2 separate regions of the Nomascus leucogenys genome follow, and region 1 is linked to region 2. Evidence: chromatin contacts called from public Hi-C data. All regions are on one chromosome and are shown on one strand. The core of a region is the stretch at or near the end of the contact, and the rest is flanking DNA. Distances in the headings are between cores, read along the strand shown. Region 1 has its middle 210 kb from the start of TRIB1. Region 2 has its middle 160 kb from the start of TRIB1.

Evidence for each region. A called contact is a pair of places that touch in the nucleus more often than the background predicts.
Region 1: a contact with region 2 is called in a Hi-C map of a lymphoblastoid cell line, with 6 times the contacts expected there. The contact joins two enhancer-like sites. A contact is called at or near these places in 2 of 4 Hi-C or Micro-C datasets (a lymphoblastoid cell line and an unstated tissue).

What each region holds. Positions count from the first base shown.
Region 1 is chr16:77,713,825-77,720,765 of Asia_NLE_v1, forward strand. No RefSeq gene overlaps it. Among named protein-coding and RNA genes, the nearest start is that of TRIB1, 210 kb to the left of the region's middle. Within about 2 kb of position 5,442, the one cell type or tissue checked has an H3K27ac peak away from gene starts, as active enhancers do. A contact at or near this core is called in a lymphoblastoid cell line, where this site is marked.
Region 2 is chr16:77,671,454-77,678,801 of Asia_NLE_v1, forward strand. No RefSeq gene overlaps it. Among named protein-coding and RNA genes, the nearest start is that of TRIB1, 160 kb to the left of the region's middle. Within about 2 kb of position 4,923, the one cell type or tissue checked has an H3K27ac peak away from gene starts, as active enhancers do. A contact at or near this core is called in a lymphoblastoid cell line, where this site is marked.

The sequences.
Region 1 (6,941 bases), core at 4,192-6,691, 43 kb after region 2:
AGGAGGGTGTCGGGGTGAACCTGTAGGGTGAGCCTTTGGGCCTCAGGTGTCCTTAGCCAGCAAGATGTGTGTGGGGCGATTTCTGGGGAGAAGGCGGTGTTGGCTGTTTGGAACATGGCCCTCAGAGGACTGTTGGGCCAAGTGCTTGTTGAGTGAGCTGTGGCTTCAGTGCTGCTCAGAGTGATCTTTGGGCTCTGCCCTCCAACTGAGCACCTGCAGTGCCCCTCTCCTTAGACAGCCCCGGGAAGAGCGGGCAGGAGCAGGTGGGCCAGGACCCTGGGACCACCTTCAAATATTTTCTAAATAGAGTGCACACACACACATATCCACACACAGATAAATATATAGAGATAGGTGTGTACACACACAAACACACCCACACACACAGTTAATCTTCCTTATTTGCAGATTCGCTATTTGTGAATTTGCCTACTTGCTAATATTTGCTCGCAACCCCCAAATCAATACTCACGGCACTTTCTCAGTCATTCATGAACATGTGCAGAATAGCAGAAAAATGGACTCATTCAACACCCACATTCCCAGCAGAGGTGAAACAAGGTGATGCTTTGCCTTCTTTTTTTTCAGCTCATACTGGAAACAAGTCTCCTTTTTGAGGCCTAGTTAGTATCATGTTTGGGGGACTTTTGTGCTTTTTGGGGTGATTTTGATGTTTTAAATGGCACCCAAGTGTAGAGCTAAAGTGCTGTCTATTATTCCTAAATGCCAGAAGGCTGTGATGTGTCTTATGAAGAAAATACACGTGTTAGAGAAGCTTCATTGAGGCATAAGCTATGGTGCTGTTGGCTAAGAGCTCAATGTTAATGAATCAACAATATCTATTAAACAAGGTGTCTAAGCAAAAACACACATAAAACAAGGTTGTGTTTGGTTACTTGATGAAAATGTTCTGACCAGAGGCTCACAGGAACCTAGTCCTTGACTTCCTCTAGGAAGAATGATTCACTATCCTCTAATTCAGTGTTCATGACCACTTCATGGAACATAACTGCCACGGATAATGAGGGCTGACTGTATATGTGTCTTTGTGTGAATATGCATGTATGTGTGTAAGTGTGTATATATAACTGAGTGTGTCCGCTGCTTAGTATTGTTAGAGGTGTGTGAACCAGACCAACTCCATCTTGAATAGGAGCTGGGTAAAATAAGGCTGAGACCTACTGGGCTGCATTCCCAGATGGTGAAGTCATTCTAAGTCACAGGTTGAGATAGGAGGTTGGAACCAAATACAGGTCATAAAGACCTTGCTGATAAAACAGTTTGCAGTAAAGAAGCCGGCTAAAACCCACCAAAACCAAGATGGCTACGAGAGTGACCTCTGATCGTCCTCATTGCTACACTGCCACCAGCATCATGACAGTTTACAAATGCCGTGGCGATGTCAGGAAGTTACTCTATATGGTCTAAAAAGGGGAGGTGTGAATCATCCATCCCTTTTTTAGCATATCATCAAGAAATAACCTTAAAAATGGGCAACCAGCTGTCTATGGAGTAGCCATTCTTTTGTTCCTTTACTTTCCCAATAAACTTGCTTCACTTTACTCTTTGGACTTGCCCTGAATTCTTTCTTGTGTGAGATCCTAGAATCCTCTCTTGGGGTCTGGATCGGGACCTCTTTCCTGTAACAGTATCATAGGTTAGTGTATTTAACAAGATAATTCATACTGCAGCAAGAGCTGAATAAAATCCAGACATCTAGGTAAGCTGCAGAAGGTTCCTCACTCATCCTAACTGTAGTAGTTTTTATCCAATTTCACCATCCCCTCTCCCGCCGAAGTCTGAGCAAAAGGCTTTTCTCCTCATTTGGAAGGCTTTTCTTTAGCTTCCACACCCACTGGAATTCACATCTTACCAACTTGGTTTAGGTACGAGCTCACATCTAACAGAGCTGGTGTCACAACGTAGCTGAATGTGACTTCAGTAGGGATTGCAGGATAACTTTAAATGGGTGATTATTTTGGTTTCACTGCATTTGTATTGATTAATTCCTGCATTTGGCAGATGGACTTAATTTCTGCCATAGAGGGAGAGATGGTGTGGAGGCTTTGTGGAGGTCTCCTTTGGGACTCCTCTGTGTGGTCAAGGGAACTGAGGCACAGGATCTGGCGAGGTGAGGCAGCCAGGAAGTGGCCGGCCAGGCCTGGAGCCCCTGCAGGCTGAGGCAGGAGGCCAGGCTCACCAGCCCTTTGCCACTACACCCCTTATGTCTGTGTCCAGCTTTGGCCTTGTCCCCTAGGCTACGTCAAACCTTTCTGCCTTGTTTCTGAGAAATGTGCTGAAAACACAAAAGCCCCTTCAGGCCTTCATGGGGTTAAACGTGACCTCCCAGGGAGCCAGGGCCAAGGGGCTCTGCAGTCTTCCGGGACTGTGAACACCCTGCCTCCCACTGGGACGGTGGCGTGGAGGGCATCTGGGTGCTCCCGGGCCTCTGTCACTCAGGACAGAGTCCTCCCGCAGGTCCTCGGGACCTGGTTGGCCAGTGGAGCGAGAGGAAGCAGTGAGGCTGAAGAAGCGGGCAGCTGGCTGCCATCCCACATCAACAGGCCCCGTCACTGTAAATTATTTATGCGCCATCGGGAGGCTGGACAGACTCCTTGATGGGCTTGTTAATAAGAAGCCTGCGGATCCTGCCTTGGCCCAGATTCCCGGGGGGCTGGGGATGCATGGAGAAGAGTGGAGGGGGAGCTGTTTCTTTTTGCTCAGCATCTCCTGATTGGAAACCGCAGCAATTCCTTGTCTTCTCCAGGAACAAGTATGAGCTCCACGGCGCCATATTCAAGGCCTCTGTGCAGGCACGGGTCTCACACTTCGCCTCTGCTTCAGCTGGGACAACTTTTGACTGTCTCTGCAAATGACCGTATCATTCCCAACTCCAGGTCTTTGCATCATGTGCTCTTTCCCCTGCCTGGAATTCCTTCTCTCTCAGAATCCACGAAGACAGCCCAGATACTACCTGCTCTGTGTGCCCCAGCGGCAACTCATCCGCTGATAGGCTCAGTTCCTCCTTCCTTGTGCTCCCACAGCTGAATGCATCCTTCTTAGCAGCACGGCCTCCATTCTGCACCCCAGCTGCCTCCATTCTGCACCCCAGCTGCCTCCATTCTGCACCCCAGCTGCCTCCATTCTGCACCCCAGCTGCATGCCTTGCTGAGGAATCTTGTGTTCACTCAGAACACAAGGACAATGACAGCATCTCCCTTAAAGCTTTGTGGTGCAGGCTAAATATGCACCCAGTTTAATAGAATGGCCAGTATCCATACATCACCCAACAGACCCTACCTCTTCTTTGTGATTATGATTAATACAGCTCTTATTTCATTTAATTGTGATAACTTCTTTTATAAGCCTCACGCTTACTAAACTCTGACCCACTGGAGTTCAGGGGACATGGTCTCACTCATCTCCAAACCTTCGGCTTCCAGCCCAACACCTGGCCCTTAGTAAGTGTTTCATAAAGAGTATAGATCCAATAGTAGCACACGTGGACAGTATCTAGCATTTATTGGGTGCTTACTGTCTGCCAGGCCGTGTTCTAAGCCCTTGATATGCATTAACTCATTTAATACAATAATCCTATGAGATAGCTATTACCAATATTCTCATTTTACAGATGAGGAAACCAAGTCACAGAGGTGTGAAGTAACTTGTGCAAAGTGACGTATTTAATGAGTAACATAATTGAATTCAAGCCCAGAGAAATTCATACCTCAATTAATTCCACTGCCTCTCAAAGTATGACTGTCACAGCACAGAGTGGGTATTTAATTGTAAGTGCCTGGCACAGAGTAGGAGTTTAGTGAATGTTGAATCAGTGCTTTAGGCTTTTATGTGTTTTGATTGCCAAGACTAAAGGCAGGGAAGTCCCACAGATCAGTTACGAAAAAGGGCAAGTTTCTATTTGTTAAACTTATCTCTGCAAAACGTTTCCAGGTATGTCCCCGTTGTTGTGTATCCTCTCCTGAGCTGGCCTGCTCTAGATCCAGCACTTGATCTTCCTGAGGCAGGGAAGAGCCTGTGTCTCCAGGCAGACCCTGTGGCCAGGCTGTGTGTTGCATCCTCATTACCGCAGTCTCTGCAGGCTGCGGGACCGCATCCCTCTGCCTGAATATTCCTTTCCCTCTCTGCTGCAATTCTGTGCTGCCACCGTGATCTTCCGGGAAACATTCTTTTTGTCCTTCAAGGTCAATTCACATGGACTGTCCTCTGGAAGATCCCAACTGCCACCTCCATTTCTCAGTTCCCCCCCACCGGGCACACGTCTACATTATTTCTGTGTGCACACATTTATGACAAAGTGGTAAATGACGAGGGTTTTAGTGACAGACCCCTGGCTTTTAGCCTGGCTCTGCCACCCAGTGTGGGTCTCTCCACCCAAGCCTCAATTTTCCCATCTATGAAGTGGCGCTAATCGTAGTACCTACCTCTCAGGTTTTTGTGAGGATTAAGTAGAAGAGTGCATATAAAGCACTTGAGAAATGAACGTGTCAACTGCTGCATATGTGCTCCTGGTTCTTTTATTTTTCTAAAAGGTGAGTCCTTCACACCCTGGCTTACCCCTGATACATCTTTGCGTCTCTGGTGATGAGTAGAGTTCCTGCCACACAGTCGGTGCTCCATACATGACAATCAAACTGAAGTTCAGTAGCAGGCATTTGCTGAGCACTTACTATGTACTAGGTGCTGAGTATGCCAAGATGGGAAGCCGCCAAAAGGTCGAGATGCATTTATGTAAAGACAGCTAATGAGAGACTGAATGGGTCCCAGTATGATGCAGTCATTGGCTCGTTTATTCATTAAGGCTTTTGTTGCACCAGGTTCTGGGGAGATAGATATGAATAAAATGCATTCCTGGTCCTCGAAGGGGCATGCATGTTTGCAAAATGTACAATAGGAGCGAATGACTGCTGTTGTAGGGGTATGAACGAGGTAGACCCTGGGGCTCAGAGGTCAGAGCCAGCCAGGGATTGCAGATGGGTTTGTAATGGCAGGGGCCAGGGGAGCTGGGGGAGATGGACGGTGCTTTTGTACTTGCTGACCCTTCGCTTGGGATGCTGTTCCTCCTCCACATCCTTCTAGCCTCAGAGGGCCTGTCCCCTCCTCAGTGCGTCCTCCTTGGGAAGCCCACCTCCTCATCTGTCTGTCACTGTGCTCTGTTCATTTCTTCTGAAGTGCTAACCACAATCCACAGTGACTAAAAGGCAGAGAAGGAAGGAAACCAACACTTCTTGAATACCTACTAGGTGCCAGGCACCGTGATCGTCCATTGACACACATTATTTAATTAATCTTCTCAACACTCCTGGGGTACCAGAATTATTATCGTCATTTTGCAGACTACAACAGAGGTCCTAAGACGGCACGTATCTTTGCCCAAGGTCACCAGCCGGAAACAGGAATGGAACTAGAATCAAGGCTAGCTGCCATTCCACACCCGCGGCACTTTCATGGCAACGGGAGAGGCCAGGTAGGAAAGAGAGGAAGTAGAGTGACTCATTTACCGCCCCAGGCATTTCAGCAACAAGTAAGTGATTTCCCTAATTCTGGTCTGCTATTAATACAGACTTGGCAGCTAAGAACTAAGTTGCAGAAAAACAGGTTTTCTTCCTAACTCAGCAGCACCACCTGCAGCATCTAAGGGAACACTGCAAAAATGATCAGCAGTGGGAACTCTGGTCTTTGCTGGAGCCCCGAGAGGGTATCATGAGGGAGGAAACTGAGGCATCATCCAGTCACTTTTCATCTTTAAAAGGAGCAAATTGAGACCAAGAAAGGAACTTACTTCAAGTCACAAAGTTAGTGATGGCATATTTGAAGGTGTATCCCTCCTGACTCCTAGTTCAGTACCCCTTCTCCTCACTTTCCCTTTCATCTTTCTTCTTCTTCTTCCTCCTTCCCTTCTCCTCCTCCCCTACCTTCCTTCCTCCTCCTCATCTTCTCTCTCATTTATTCACTAAGCAAACATTAATTGGGCACTTAATAGATCTTGAGCATATTCCTCTTTGTGGGATATAAATATGGATAGCTAACGTTTTCTTTTTGTGTTATTGCCTGGATTAACTGACACTAACAATGTACTTCATAATTACAACTAAGATGCATTGAGCGTGAGTGTGTGCCAGGCACCATGCTGAGGCTTTATCTCAGTTACCCTCACAGATGAGGACACTAAGGCTTAGGGAGGTCTAGGAACATGCCCAGCATGGCTCAATGAGTTGTAAAGCTGGGATTGAAACCCAGATCCTTCTGACTCCGGGGCCAGAGATCTTAACCGTTATGTTATATTTACTCTTTAAAGTATCTAAGGTTAATTCAAGAAGTATCCATACTCTAAAAGAATTTTGCTCCTATTTAAAATAATGACTTTTTTTTTTTTCTTTTTGAGACAGAGTCTTGCTCTGTCGCCCAGGCTGGAGTGCAGTGGATCTTGGCTCACCGCAACCTCTGCCTCTTGGGTTCAAGTGATTCTCCTGCCTCAGCCTCCCGAGTAGCTGGGATTACAGCATGTGCCACCACACCTGGCTAATTTTTGTATTTTTAGTAGAGACAGGGTTTCACCATGTTGCCCAGGCTGCTCTTGAACTCCCGACCTCAGGTGATCCTCCCACCTCAGCCTCCAAAGTGCTGGGATTACAGGCGTGAGCCACTGTGCCTGGCCTAAAATAACTACTTATTTCTTGTCTTAGAGTGGTGCTGATTCTCTTGTCAAATTAATTGCTTCTTAAATCCCTAGGAGTTTATGTTAAGGTTTATCTAGGTACCAGGCATTGTGCTAGGTGCCAGGGATACTGCCAGTGACTATAGGTCAGTTAGGAGTCCATGGCCTTGTAGGTGTCAGTTGTGATACAAGGCAAGCCACAAAACACATCCTGATGGAAGCGCCGTACAACTCCAGGGAGCCCAGTCACAATACAGCTGGTGGA
Region 2 (7,348 bases), core at 3,673-6,172:
TATTTATAAAAGCGTGGCAGGATTCAGGAAATCTAACAAGAGATACTGTAGCACTCCAGGACTGACCATATTAGGGATCCATTAGCAGCCCTAGGCCTTAAGATCAAGTGGCTTTCAGAACCTAAAGAGTGAAGTTATAAGGGGGTTTCCTGGTGGGAGCTGAGTCCTTCAGCCTGGGGACATGGCCAACAAGGGATGTAAACATCAGACTTGACTCTCTTCCCCATGGTGATGTGACTCATGGCTGTGTTCTTTTCTCTGAGACTGGAAAGGAGCACCCCTCCTTTCTGCTCACATCCCCGCCCCCTGAGGACTCTACTCTAGTGGCTGATGCCCCCCGACTTGCTAGCTCTGGCCCAGACTCCTCTCTTGACAACTTACCTGAACACCCAACTCTCTACTCACTGGACCCCTGCGGCTGTCCCTCAGGTCTCACAAACCCAGCCTGCCCACAGAACTCATGGTCTTTCCCCAGGCTGTTTATCTCCCGTGTTCTCTGTCTGCGTGAATGGCCATTCTCCTTGTCACCTGAGTCCATGGCTGGGACTCATTCCTGCTCCTGTTCCTCCTTTACTGTCCCTATCCATCACCAAGTCCTATCCAATCCACACCCAGAAATGGACAGATGCATCCCTCCCTCCTATCCTCACTCCTGGTGCCTTTGCTTAAGTTCTTCTCATCTCTGCCACTCTAGATCACCACAATTGCTTCCTGATTCACCTCCCGATTCCCATCTCACATCCTATGGCAGGGGCTGCTGGTTGCCTCTTAAGGCCCATCATTCTCTCTCCATTCCTTAGTCATACCCAATTTTCAGTTAGGTATGTGATCAGTGATCTAAAAGACAATATTTGCCAGACTTCCTTGTGGCTAGAATTGGCCAAATGACTAAGTTCTATAAGAAGATATAGGCTGGGTGCGGTCCCTCATGCCCCCGGCACTTTGAGAGGCTGAGGTGGGCGTATCACTTGAAGTCAGGAGTTTGAGACCAGCCTGGCCAACATGGTGAAACCCCTTCGCTACTAAAAATACAAAAATTAGCTGTGGTGTTGTGGCACGTGCCTATAATCCAAGCTACTTGGGAGATTGAGGTAGGAGAATCTCTTGAACCCGGGAGGTGGAGGTTCCAGTGAGCCGAGATTGCACCACTGGAATCCAGCCTGGATGACAGAGTAAGACTCCGTCTCAAAAAAAAAAAAAAAAAAAAACACAAAGAAGATATAAGCAGAAATGACCTGTACAAGTGCTGGGAAGTCTCCTTAAAATGGAAAGGGTGCAGGGTGCACTCTTCTTTCTCCTGGCTCTATCTGCTGCCTGGAACATGGATGATGGCCCAAGCTCTAGCAACTTCCTTGGACTATGTGGGTAATCACCTTCCACAACCGAAAGGATGAACTGTAAGAAATATATCAACCATAAGTCACTATCTCTGGACTTCTTCAATGAAAGAGTGAAATAAAGGTCTAATTTGTTTAAGCCACTGTTATTTTTTGTTTCTTTGTTATTTTTAGCTACACATAATTCTAACTGATGTGTCTCGTACCCACGGGGATTGTTGCAGATGTTTCTGTGCTCCGTGTGCCCCTTTGGACCACTGAGTTGAGCACAGCTGTGAGGGCAGTTCTGTTCAAACATGTAGGGCTTGTTCAAAGCCACAGAAGGCCAGTCGGCCCCTGCCCAGGCACAGCCTAGAATAGAAATGAGGACTCCAAAAGAAGGGAGTTGGGAGAGAGGCAGGGGCTGTAAAGATTTCCTATTGGGTCCTAGGGGAGAGTTGATGCCTTCTACGGGCAGCTCTCAATCAACGAGAGATGAAAGTTGGTGACCATACGAGGTTCGTTCATGATTTCTCAGAGGGTCCCAGCAGGACTGGGCTCTGGCTGCCCGTGGAGGTAACCAGCTCAACCACACACCCTTTCCAATTTTTCTCCCACCCCTGTCTCATTCTTTTCACTGTCACTGCTGCTTACTGGAGTCACCTCTCAGATAAGCCACCTCTACAAATTTTCTGGTCTCAGGCTCTGCCACTGAGCTAAAATGTAAGTCTATTTGGGCTCTTTCCCTCCAAAAGTCCCTCTGGAGCCCACAGACTCCTGGGTGATGATGTGATCCCTTGGTCTGGCTGCTGCCTCTGATCACCTCCTCCCTGCTGCTCTGTCCCGTGCCCTCGGCCCCTCCTGTGTGACCCTTGCTCCAGCCATGCCAGGCCATGGCAGTTCTCTGAAGGGCCCTGCAGTGTCACACTCTGGTGCCTTTTCATAGACTGGAGCATCCTTTCTTTACCCTTCCCCAGCTCATCTCAAGTTCAGCTGGAGCCGCTCCTTGTCTAGGGTCCTGTTCCTCTTTTCCACCATCCTGGAAGTGTCTACGTAGCCACCTCTTTCTCCTTTTTGACTTTGTGCTGCTTTTTAGGGCAGAGACTACACACACCCTATTCAGTTTTAGATTCTGGACACAGTGCTGAGCTGGGGCACAGTTCAAACTCAGTGTCTGTTACATGGCAGAAGGGGTAGGGGCAGGGCCAGGCTGAGCAAGGCCCAGAGACGGGCATATGCATGGTGGCCTGGTGCGTTCCTGGATTGACAAGTGGACCACATGTCCGAGGTCCCTCACTCCAGCATCCAGTTTCTCCCAGATTTGATCTCTCTCATCTTTTCAGCTTCAGCTCCTAAACCTCTCCTCTGGTTCAGAGCTCTAATTCCACCAGCATCTGTCCTGCCCTGAACACATTCTGTGTTCTCAAGCCACTGTGACTCAGGCCATGCTCGTCCCTTTGCCTGGATGGCTTCCCTTCCCCCTTGGCCTTCCACCCTGCTAGGGAATTTCTCCCTGCCTGTCAAGGCCTGTATCAGATACATCTGCATCCATAAGCCCTTCTCTGCCAGGAACTGTGCTTTGTACATCATGGGTTCTTAGGAAAGCTTATTGTGGATATATTGGGTGTATTGGGTAGGGTGGGGGTCATGTATGTATTTATTTAACAAACATTTACATAGAGCTTAGTATATTCTAGGCACTATTCTACATGCTGTACCCATATGAACTAATTTAGTATATATAACAATCCTATAAGGAAGGTACTGTTATTGTTCCCATTTTACAGATTATAAAACTGAGGCACAGAGAGGTTAAGTAACTTGTCCAAGGTTACACTGCTAGAAAGTGCTAGAGACAGGATGTGTTGACCCAAGCGGAGCAGGAGAGATGGTGACAGGTTTCTTTTTAAATCAATGCTATGGAGTAGATGGAGAAATCAATTGCTTGGTGTTTCTTTTTTTTTTTTAATCTAAATTTTAGATCTGGTAGGTCCATGTGCAGGTTTGTGACATGGGTGTATGGTGTGATGATGAGGTTTTGGCCTCTATTGATCTTTTCACCCAGATAGTAAACATAGTACCCAGCAGGAGGCTTTTCAGCCCTTGCCTCCCTCCTTTCCTCCTTTAGGCATACCCAGTGTCTTTGTTCCCATCTTTACGTCTGGGTGTGCTCAGGCTTTAGCTCCCCCTTGTAAGTGATAACATGCAGTATTTGGTTTTCTGTTTCTGTGTTAATTCACTTGGGATACTGGCAAATCAACTTCCCCATCTGGGAGCTCTGTGGCTGAGCTGGGCTGAGGACAGCAGCTTTCAGAAACCCTGCAGGTGTCCGGGACATCTGGCCACAGGGGCCACTGAATGGCTCTAGAGGCCCAAGCTTCAGGTAGGCCATGAGTATGGGCCTGGCCTTCATCAGGCAGGGCAAGGGACGAGGCTTCCTGGCAGGAAGTCTGCTCCTCTGACTTGCACCAGCCTCCTTTCTACTCTGCCTTGGAGAGTGCGGTGGGAGATGGCAAAGAATATCCAGGATAAGATCTGCAAATGGATGAAGGGTTCACAAGAAGACCCCGGGATTAGCAGGCAGGGACTTTGACTCAATGTGCTGAGTGATTTCAGCAGCAACTCACTTCCCCTCTATGGGCCTCAGTTTCTCCATTTGTGAAATGCAAAGATTGGGCTGGATGCTCATGAAGGACTCTCCCAGCATGTTCTTTAATAATTCTAGCTGCATAGGTATTATCTTGGGGAGCAGAAGAGGGGAGGGAAATTGGGATATCTTATGGGCTGAATTTATATATTCAAAATTCATATGTTGAAGTCTGAACCTTCAGTATCTTCAAATGTGACTGTACTTGGGAAGGGTCTTTAAGAGGTAATGAAGGTTTAATGAATAACTGGAGTGGGCCCTAATCCAATATGACTGGTGAACTTACAAGAAGAGGATAATAGGTCACAGACACCCACAGAGGAAGGACACGTGAAGACGCATGGAAGAGACGGGCATTTTCAAGCCCAGGAGAATGGCCTTAGAAGACACCAAACCTGCTGACACTTTAACCTTGGACTTCTGGCCCCTAAAATTGTGAGAAAATAAATCTGTATTCTTTTAAGATACTCAGTCTGTGGTACTTGGTTCTGACAGCCCTGGCAAACCAATGCAAGGTAACACCATCAGCTGATCCAACTGCAGTGTCCTCCAGTCACAGTACCATGGTTCCTGTGGGGTCAGACTAGCCAAAGAGTATGGGAGGCAAGGGGAGGGGCTCAGCATAGATCATCTCGAACAACACACATTGAGCCTGCTTTGCAGTCAGGGCTGAATTGGCGCACCCTAACCCTGCCCTCAAGGAGCCCTTGATCCCACGAGGGAGACGGACTTACAGTGAGGAATGCTTGTTGTGTGAATCATGCGGTGATGAAACATACGCAGCACAGACACAGGCCTGGGAAGGGAATAGTCCATTGTCCAGATGACTTCACTGAGGAGAGCTTGGAAGGGCCAGCTGTGGTGTCCAGCAATCAGAGAATGGAGGGAAGAGCATCCCAGCGGAGGGATCAGCATTTGCAAAGGCACAGAGGCACAAACAATTCCCTGGGGCAAGTGAAATACGAGACTGGAGAGCAAAGCTGGGGAGGCCCTGAGGGAATGCAGCTTATAAACATGGGGACCCTGGAGCCAGCCCATTGGAACTCAGCAGGGCCACTTCCTAGCTGGGTGACCCTCAGCAGGTTACTTGGCCTCTTGGAACCTCAGTGTTCTCATCTGCAAAACGATGATGGCGACAGTACCTACCTTAGAGGATTGCCTCAGAGACTAAGTAGATAAATATCTACAGCATGCTTTGAACAGTACCCTGCATGTGAATGGCACTTCAGCAACTCTGGCTGTCAGCTCGGCTTTGGTTTTCACACCTGCTCTCCCACAGAGTGGCTGAAATGATTATTTCATCAACCCTTTTGGTTGGGCACAGTGGGGAGTGAGGTCAGTGTAGAAAATCAATCTTCGTCAGCTAGAACTGGGAACTGAGAGGTGCAGAGTCTCCTGGAAATGCAAGGAGAACTTGCCAGAAAGCATTTCAGCAGGGTTCCAGGAGGCCTGCTGCTGAAGGGGGCAACCTTTGTGGCCCTAAAACTCTGTGACGCGCGTAGGGGAAGGAACTGAAAAGGGGACCTGAAAGATATGTTTTCTCAGTAATAGGCACAAGAGGCAGCAGGGGTGGAGGAACAGTGTTTCGGAGACTCTGAGGAGTAGAATTGCTGGCTCTCAGGGCTGGGAGGCCCTGTTTAACTTTACAGTGTTTGATATGATAAAAAGATGCAAATAGTTACCCTCATTTTTTTTTTTTTTTTTTTGAGATGGAGTCTTGCTCTGTTGCCCAGGCTGGAGTGCAGTGGTGTGATCTTGTCTTACTGTAACCTCCGCCTCCCGGGTTCAAATGATTCTCCTGTCTTAGCCTCCTGAGTAGCTGGGACTATAGGCATATGTACCCTCTTTTTATAATTAAAGATTTCTTACAAAGAAATCCAGATGTCCAGCTTCTGGTGGACACAGAATATCTGAGCACAGTAGCTGGCATTCCCATGCGGCAACCATCAGCAACAATTCAATGGCAGATGCCCCCACAGTAGGACATTTTCTTTCTCTGCCCCATCCCAGCAGGCATTTGCATGTAAGATTGCCAAGTCTAGCCCAACACTCTCCTTTTACAGATGAGGAAACAGTGGGGATGTGACTCATCCAATTTTACACATGTGAGCGACTCAGCATCGGATGAGATCTCAGGCCTCCTAACACTCAGTCACACATGCATTCCACACCTCTCCTTGCCTTCTTTTGCCTTAGTGCCCTGGTGGAAAGGGTAGAGGAGCAAGGGGACATGGTCTCCTTTTAGTTTTAGTTGATAATAACTATTAAGAAAAAGAGCAGCCATCAGTTAAATGTCTACAGTGCATCAGGGACTTCACACACATTTAAATCCTCATAACAACCCTGGAAAGTAAATATTATTATTCCTATTTTTCAGATGAGGAAACGGAGGTGCAGAAAGGTTAAAAAGCATGCCCGAGGTTGCTGGGGTGGTGTGCGATGAAGCTGGATCCTGAACCACGGTTGAGTGGACTCTAAAGCATTGTTGCAAGCCTGTTCTTAGGCTCTGGGGCATGCTAAAGTAGGAAAGTTCTGGAAGCTGTGGTCCAAGTTGTTTACTAGTGTTCCATTCAGACAGTTCAGGGCATGTCAGGGGAGGTTTCAAGTTGTTGAGTGTCCCATGAGCCTCGTGGGAGAGAGGGGACTTGATCTCCCTCCCTGGGACTGACCACCCATACCCCCTGCAGACATTTCTTATCATAGTTGGGGATTGGGGGACACCTTTAGGGGAAAGCTGGGGGTCCTGGCCAGGGCTCAGGAAGGAGGAAGGACTTATAAACTAGAGAGCCTTAACCATCTTCAAGGCACCCCCCACCCCCACCTCCAGCATCCCTATGCAGTGTTTAATGGCTTTAGTGGAGGGCTCCCCAGCACCACCAGCTGAGCTTAACATGGCTGTTGTTCCTTGGTGTTGAGGCTTCCTTTAGTTTGACTGTCTCCCTCATAAAGTGTCTGCTCCCTGAGTCCAGGGACCCCTTCCCATGTATCTCTATATCCCCATCATCTAGAATGTTGCTTGACTCATGATAGGTACAACAAATGTGTGGTTCTGGAATGGATGAATGAATGTACGATGCAGGATTCACTCCTTTCTGGGGTCAGATCGCTGGGGTTTAAGTCTTGGCTCTACCCTTACTAAATGAGTGACCTGGACAAATTATTTAACCTCTCTGGGACTCAGTTTCTACATCTGTGAAATGGAGACAAAAATCATGCTTATCTCATTGCTTATTGTTAAAATTAATATATTGCCCATAAAGTGCTTAGCACAATATCTTGTGCTGTCTGATATGGTGGCCACTAGTCACAGGTGACTATTTAAAATAACCAAAATGAACTAAAATTAAAATTGAGATTCTTCCATTGCACCAGCTGCATTTCAAGT